Regions from separate parts of the Sus scrofa genome. Here region 1 is linked to region 2. A link is a contact called in public Hi-C data. All regions are on one chromosome and are shown on one strand. The core of a region is the stretch at or near the end of the contact, and the rest is flanking DNA. Distances in the headings are between cores, read along the strand shown. Region 1 overlaps TNS1 (tensin-1). Region 2 has its middle 200 kb from the start of TNS1.

Region 1 (2,702 bases), core at 127-2,626, 74 kb after region 2:
GAGGTGAAATGTGCCAAAAAGCAAACCAGGCTCAGCTAGCACCTACCAGCCGGCCCCAGGCCAACTGGCCTGGATGAGGAGAAAGAGGGCCAGGCACAGCCTCTAAAAGCAGGGAGGAGCACCCAGGACCTGAACAGACCCAGCAAGGAATAATCCAGAATGATCCAGAAACACAACTCTCGTCAACTCTGTTCTCTCTTGGCCCCCATCACTCAGCCACATCCACTGGGCAAGACGCACCCACTGCAGAATTTTGGGTGCTCTTTCCTCTTCATCTCTTGGTTTGTTCTCCCCTCCCGGACCCGGTGAATATGGCTCCCCTGATGCTCCCCTCACACCCCCTCCCTCACCAGCATCCCCATTCCACTGACATCCCACCCACCCCACACGGCACGGGGAGAGTGGTGAGAGGAGGCCAGATCCACTTGACCGCTTTCTTTCCCTCTACTTTCTGTGTCGCTATGCCACTTTTAGATCCGAAAAACACTTCTGTGTTCATTGCCATCTACCCTCCCAGGCCCAGGACAAATGCAGCCCCTCTGCAAAGCCATCCACCTCTGGTCACCACCATCCCCGAAGCTTCTTCTCTCCTAAGAAGCATGGCTCTTGGCCAAGATCCTTCTCCATCTGGCTGGGGGGCACAGTGGATGGTGCACCTGTCTGATCTTGCCTCTCCACCTCCCTGCCCTGGTCTGCAGGCAACTCCAAGGTGCGACTTTCTACAGCACCAGGGCCAGCCTAGGGCCTGCCATCCAGTAGATTTTATGTAAGTATTTGGGGGGGGGGGCGGAGGAGAGAAAAGGGAGGGAGAGAAGGAAGAAGAAGGGGAAAGAGAAAGGGAATGATGGGTGAAAAGCAGCTTTAGTTGGGTACCAAAAAACGTGATTGGTGTTTCCACTGTTGCTCAGCAGGTTAAGAACCTGAAATCGTGTCCATGAAGATGTGGGATCTTCCCTGGCCCGGCTCAGTGGGTTAAGGGGTCCGGGGTTGCCATAAGCTGTGGTATAGGTCACAGATGCATCTTGGATCCAGAGCTGCTGTGGCTGTGGCGTAGGCCTGCAACCGTGGCTCTTATTTGACCCTTAGCCTGGGAATGTCCAGGTGCCGCAGGTGCAGACTTAAAAAGAAAAAAAAAAAAAAGAAATATACAGAGCAATCTTTTTAAAAATGTGGTCAATGGAAGCTCGAATTTCTTTTCTTGGACACGGTTAGAATCCCTATGTTGGGGTCTTGCCGGGTCCCACTAACTTGATCTGGCAGGAGAGGAAGCATAGAGGGTGGTTGAGGGGGAGAGATTGCACGTTCTCCTCTTCCCCAGCCCAGAGCCTGACATTTGAGCACAGCAAGAGGGCAGACGTGCGGCTCAGGCCGCTGGCCAAGAGCTCTGCGTCCGCTCCGAGTGTGGCTCCGGTTTTCCAGCCTCCACCCGATGGCAGAGATTACAGAGGACCAAAGGCACATTCAGTCAGGAGGGTATTGATTTACCGAATGTTCCATGGGCAGACACTACCCTCCGAGCCTGCCAGCTGCCTCACAGAGCCGGGCCAGCTAAGGGTCCGAGGGCATCAGCACAGCCCCACCCCACCCGACCAGGAGCAGCACTAAGCAGGTGGCCGGCAGATGCTGGGTCAGTGGTGTCATCTTCTTCACCCACGAGGTCAGGCCAACCCTATATTTAAATTCTCAGCACTCTGATTATTCCAGCAGGTTCAGAGAGGCCTCCCTCGGGGAGGGGTGGGCAGAAGGTACCCAGATCCTCCTGAAGAAGTCATCCCATCCCTGCCTCTGTCACCACCTCTATGTAGACCACCCCACACTGAGACCTTTGTCTCTTGTTTCTCGACATCTCTGCCCAAGGGGGCAAGAGGACCAGGGCCCAAGCTCCCTGCCACAGCTGATCCACCTTTTCACAGTTGGGAAGTTCTACCAGGTGGCTGACTCAGATTCCTCCTGCTGCAGTCTAAGCCTTTTGGATAACATGATGGCATAGAACAGTGCCAGAAGCTGAGGCTTTCAGTAGCAGTTTTGACTTTCTTCCACCGTGCTCCCTCCCCTACCCCTGACCCAGACCAGAGGGGCTGCCCCCTCCGGCAGCCAGGTTAGGATTTCCCAACAAAAACCAGGTTCTCAGCACCTGTTCTTAGAAAATCACCCCCTAAAACCTTCTGCTCAGAAACAAGAAGCAGATGTATCACTCTGGGACCCTTGGACACTTTTCCTGAATTATCTGGGACCACTTGCAATCTTACCCCCTCCCCTTTACTGGTTCCTCTGCATCATACCCCAAAGGTCAGAAAGCAAAAATGTCACACCCTGGGAAAGTATGTCAAGGGCAGACATTCACCGTGGTGCTCAGGTGTTCTTCCAGGGTGGCCACGGGGGCTGTTGTCCCCACTAATTGCCTCACTCCCTACCCAAAGGGGCCACCTCCTGCTACCTCCCCCATCCCCTGGGAGGTGATGGGACACAGGACCGTGTAAGTGGCTAAGGCAGCCAGGAGGCAGAACTCATGGGCCTTGGTCTGAAATCCAGCCTCCCTCTCTGTGTAATGGGGCAGGTTTTCCAGACCAGTCCAGGCACCAGTTGCAGGGCTGGAAAGAGATCAGATAAAACAGCCTAAAGCATTTCAAGCTATAGATATTCCTTCAGCTCAAGATCACAGAATGATAGGACGCACTGTCCCTGACCAGCTCCAGACTCCC
Region 2 (2,848 bases), core at 200-2,699:
TGAGGAAAAGCCATTTCTTTAAAAGGGGAAGGCAGGCTTTGCTCTAAGATCCTTGAGAAGGAATTCCAGAGCCCCTGGATTTAGATTTTCCAAGCCCTTCCCTTCCCACCATTGTCTGCCTATAGGCCCTAGAGGCCATGTTCCCTTAGGGTGACTGGGGTAGAGTCAGCCCTGGGTTCAAGAAGAGACATTCGGCCAGCCTCCTCCCACCTGCAGAGGAAGGAACATGGAGAAGGACTGTCCTTGGGGACTTGTCCCCCTCTGCTCTCCTCCCTACCCATCTCTAGTGCAGATACACCTGCCACGGAAGAGTGCATTTAGGGAGAGGTTCTGTGCCCTAACTGCCTGTAGAATTCCTGGGGAGAGAAGAAAAAAATCCCAGCCCCCCAGCGGGACCTCCGACAGAGTCACGGGGAACCTCTGGGTGGGACTCAAGCTTTGGTACTCTCAGCCAAGTCTGAGACTGACTCCTCACCTCTGGCCCCAGCCTCATCTCTCTGCCCCTCCACCTTCACCTCATGTTCCTGCCTCTTCCCAGGTCAGACTCTGCTCACACCCTGCACATCTGCTGCAACTGGAGTTCCAGTTCAGCAGGGTCAGGCCTCATCCCGCCTGGCCCCAGTCTCTGCGAAGGCTCCAGAACCCTGTCAGCAGGACGGGCCTTGAGGTGAGGCCTGTGGCCGCTCATCTCCAGTAGGGACCCAGACAAGAGTGCTGCAGTCTTGACCTTCCCAGGGGTGCTGAGGCAAGTCCAGGCTCAGCATCTCGGGCCCAGGGTCAAGTGCAGCTGTGTGATACCCACCCAGTCTGCTCGGACTTCAGCACCCGTGCAGGCTTCCTGAGGTTCTTGTTAAAGCACAGGTTCTGATCTGCTCTGAGATGGGACCAGAGGGTCTGCCTTCCTAATAATCCCCAGGGGATGCTGATGCTGGCAGTGCCTGGACCACACTTTTTTACAGGAAATGAAAATGTCCTTGGAGTTCTCGTTGTGGCTCAGTGGTAATGAACCTGACTAGTATCCATGAGGACATGGGTTCAGTCCCTGGCTCCAGTCAGTGGGTTAAGGATCTGGCATTGCCGTGAGCTGTGGTGCAGGTCGCAGACTGAGCTCCCATCCCAAGGTGCTGTGGCTGTGATATAGGCCAGCAGCTACAGCTCTGATTCAACCCCTAGCCTGGGAACTTTGATATGCCTCAGATGCAGTGTTAAAAACAAACAAACAAAAAAAAAACACACCTTATTCAGTATAATAAGGTAAGTGGTGAGCACTCACTTCCTCACCGGCTTCCGCTGCAGCCCTAGCCCATTCTCCCGTCCTAAGGGCACTGGGAGCACAGCTGGCCCCCACCCTGCCTCACTGTGCAGTCCCCTGGAAGACAGGCTAGATCAGCCCCACACACAGGTCCTAGCCTGGCTCTCCTCCCCTGCACCATGACCAGCCTGAGGTGTTCACCTGACTGCACAGCTAGGGGGCATCGAAGGTGCCCTACCCCATCACACAGCCAGAGCCCTGGGCCACCCAGGGGAAACCAGCACCACTGCCCAGCCCTTGACCTCCTGACTAAAGCTGTCGGTTTGCTCTCCTGTCTGCCCATCCCTCATCAGAGTCTGTCTTTCCCTTCTGTGGCACAGCCAGGGAGCAGAGCGAGAGGCGTGAGCTGGGAAGGGCGTGGACTGAGAAGTCAGCTCAGCCTATGCTCGTAGCCTGGCTCTGCCACTTAGCAGCTTTGTGATTTCCAGCAATCTCTGAACTCCTTTGAACCTCAGTTGCCTTCTCCGTAAAATGAAGACAAGGACAGCGCCCTTATCTCTCCGGGTAAGTGGCTTGAGAAAATACACGTATGTGCTCAGCGCCATCCCTGGCACTTAGAGGGTGTGAGGAATGCCAGCTGTCACCAGTAGTGACAAGCACCAGCTCTGCCACTTAGAAGCTAAATGACCTCTTGCGGCCTCAGTTTCCTTGTTTGTCACTTGGCATGGTAACAACATCTGCCTCGTGGGTTCATTAGGAACATTAGACAGGATGAAGCCTGGCACACAGAGGGGGTGCGATGGGTGTTAATCCTCTATCACAGGCGGGGTGTTTCTGCTCCCTGTGTCCTGGTCCCTTAGAGCGGCAGTTTTCAAAGCACAGACCGGGACCCCAGCGATCCCTGAGACCCTTTCAGAGGTTGTGTGAAGTCAAAACTTATCAAACCTAATTTCTTCATAATACTAACCTGTTATTTGCCTTTTTCACCCTCATTTTCCCACGAGTGTGTGGTGGGGTCTTCCAGAGGCACACGTGTGATATCACAACACAGTGAGTGCAGGAGCACATAGGAGAACCCAGCTGGCTTCTGTTAAGCCAGGCATGAAGGAAGCTTTTCAAAAATGCAAAACGGTGTTACCCTTCTCACCTGATCTTTTTTATTTTAGAAAATATCATTTTTCATAAAAGCATTAACATGTGGTGAGTTTAATAGTGCTGGGGAAGTGAATTGATACACACTTTTGAAATGTTCTGGTTTAATTTATAATATGGTGAGTATGGAAAGTAGAAACCATATGAATAAAAGCTCTTTGGGGTCCTCAATAACTTTTAAGAACGTTGGAGTTCCCGCTGTGGCTCAGCGATAACAAATCCAGCTAGTATCCATAAGGATGCGAGTTCAATCCCTGGCCTGGCTCAGTGGCTTAAGGATCTGGCGTTGCCGTGAGCTGTGGTCTAAGTCATAGACATGGCTTGGATCTGGCACTGCTGTGGCTGTGGTGTAGGCTGTCAGCTGCAGTTCTGATTCAACCCCTAGCCTGGGAACTTCTCTATGCTGTGGATGTGGCCCTGAAAGGCCAACAAAAAAAAAAAAAA

What was found. A called contact is a pair of places that touch in the nucleus more often than the background predicts.
Region 1: a Hi-C map of skeletal muscle shows a contact between it and region 2, with 5 times the contacts expected there. The contact joins two enhancer-like sites. A contact is called at or near these places in 22 of 47 Hi-C or Micro-C datasets (adipose tissue, alveolar macrophages, brain and 14 more) and 1 of 2 datasets of contacts at active chromatin or transcription factors (skeletal muscle).

What each region holds. Positions count from the first base shown.
Region 1 is chr15:120,018,860-120,021,561 of Sscrofa11.1, forward strand. All of the region lies in intron 17 of TNS1 (tensin-1), which reads right to left. Among named protein-coding and RNA genes, the nearest start is that of TNS1, 120 kb to the right of the region's middle. Within about 2 kb of position 1,377, at least 4 of the 83 cell types and tissues checked have an H3K27ac peak or open chromatin away from gene starts, as enhancers often do. A contact at or near this core is called in skeletal muscle, where this site is marked.
Region 2 is chr15:119,944,297-119,947,144 of Sscrofa11.1, forward strand. No RefSeq gene overlaps it. Among named protein-coding and RNA genes, the nearest start is that of TNS1, 200 kb to the right of the region's middle. Within about 2 kb of position 1,450, at least 7 of the 83 cell types and tissues checked have an H3K27ac peak or open chromatin away from gene starts, as enhancers often do. A contact at or near this core is called in skeletal muscle, where this site is marked.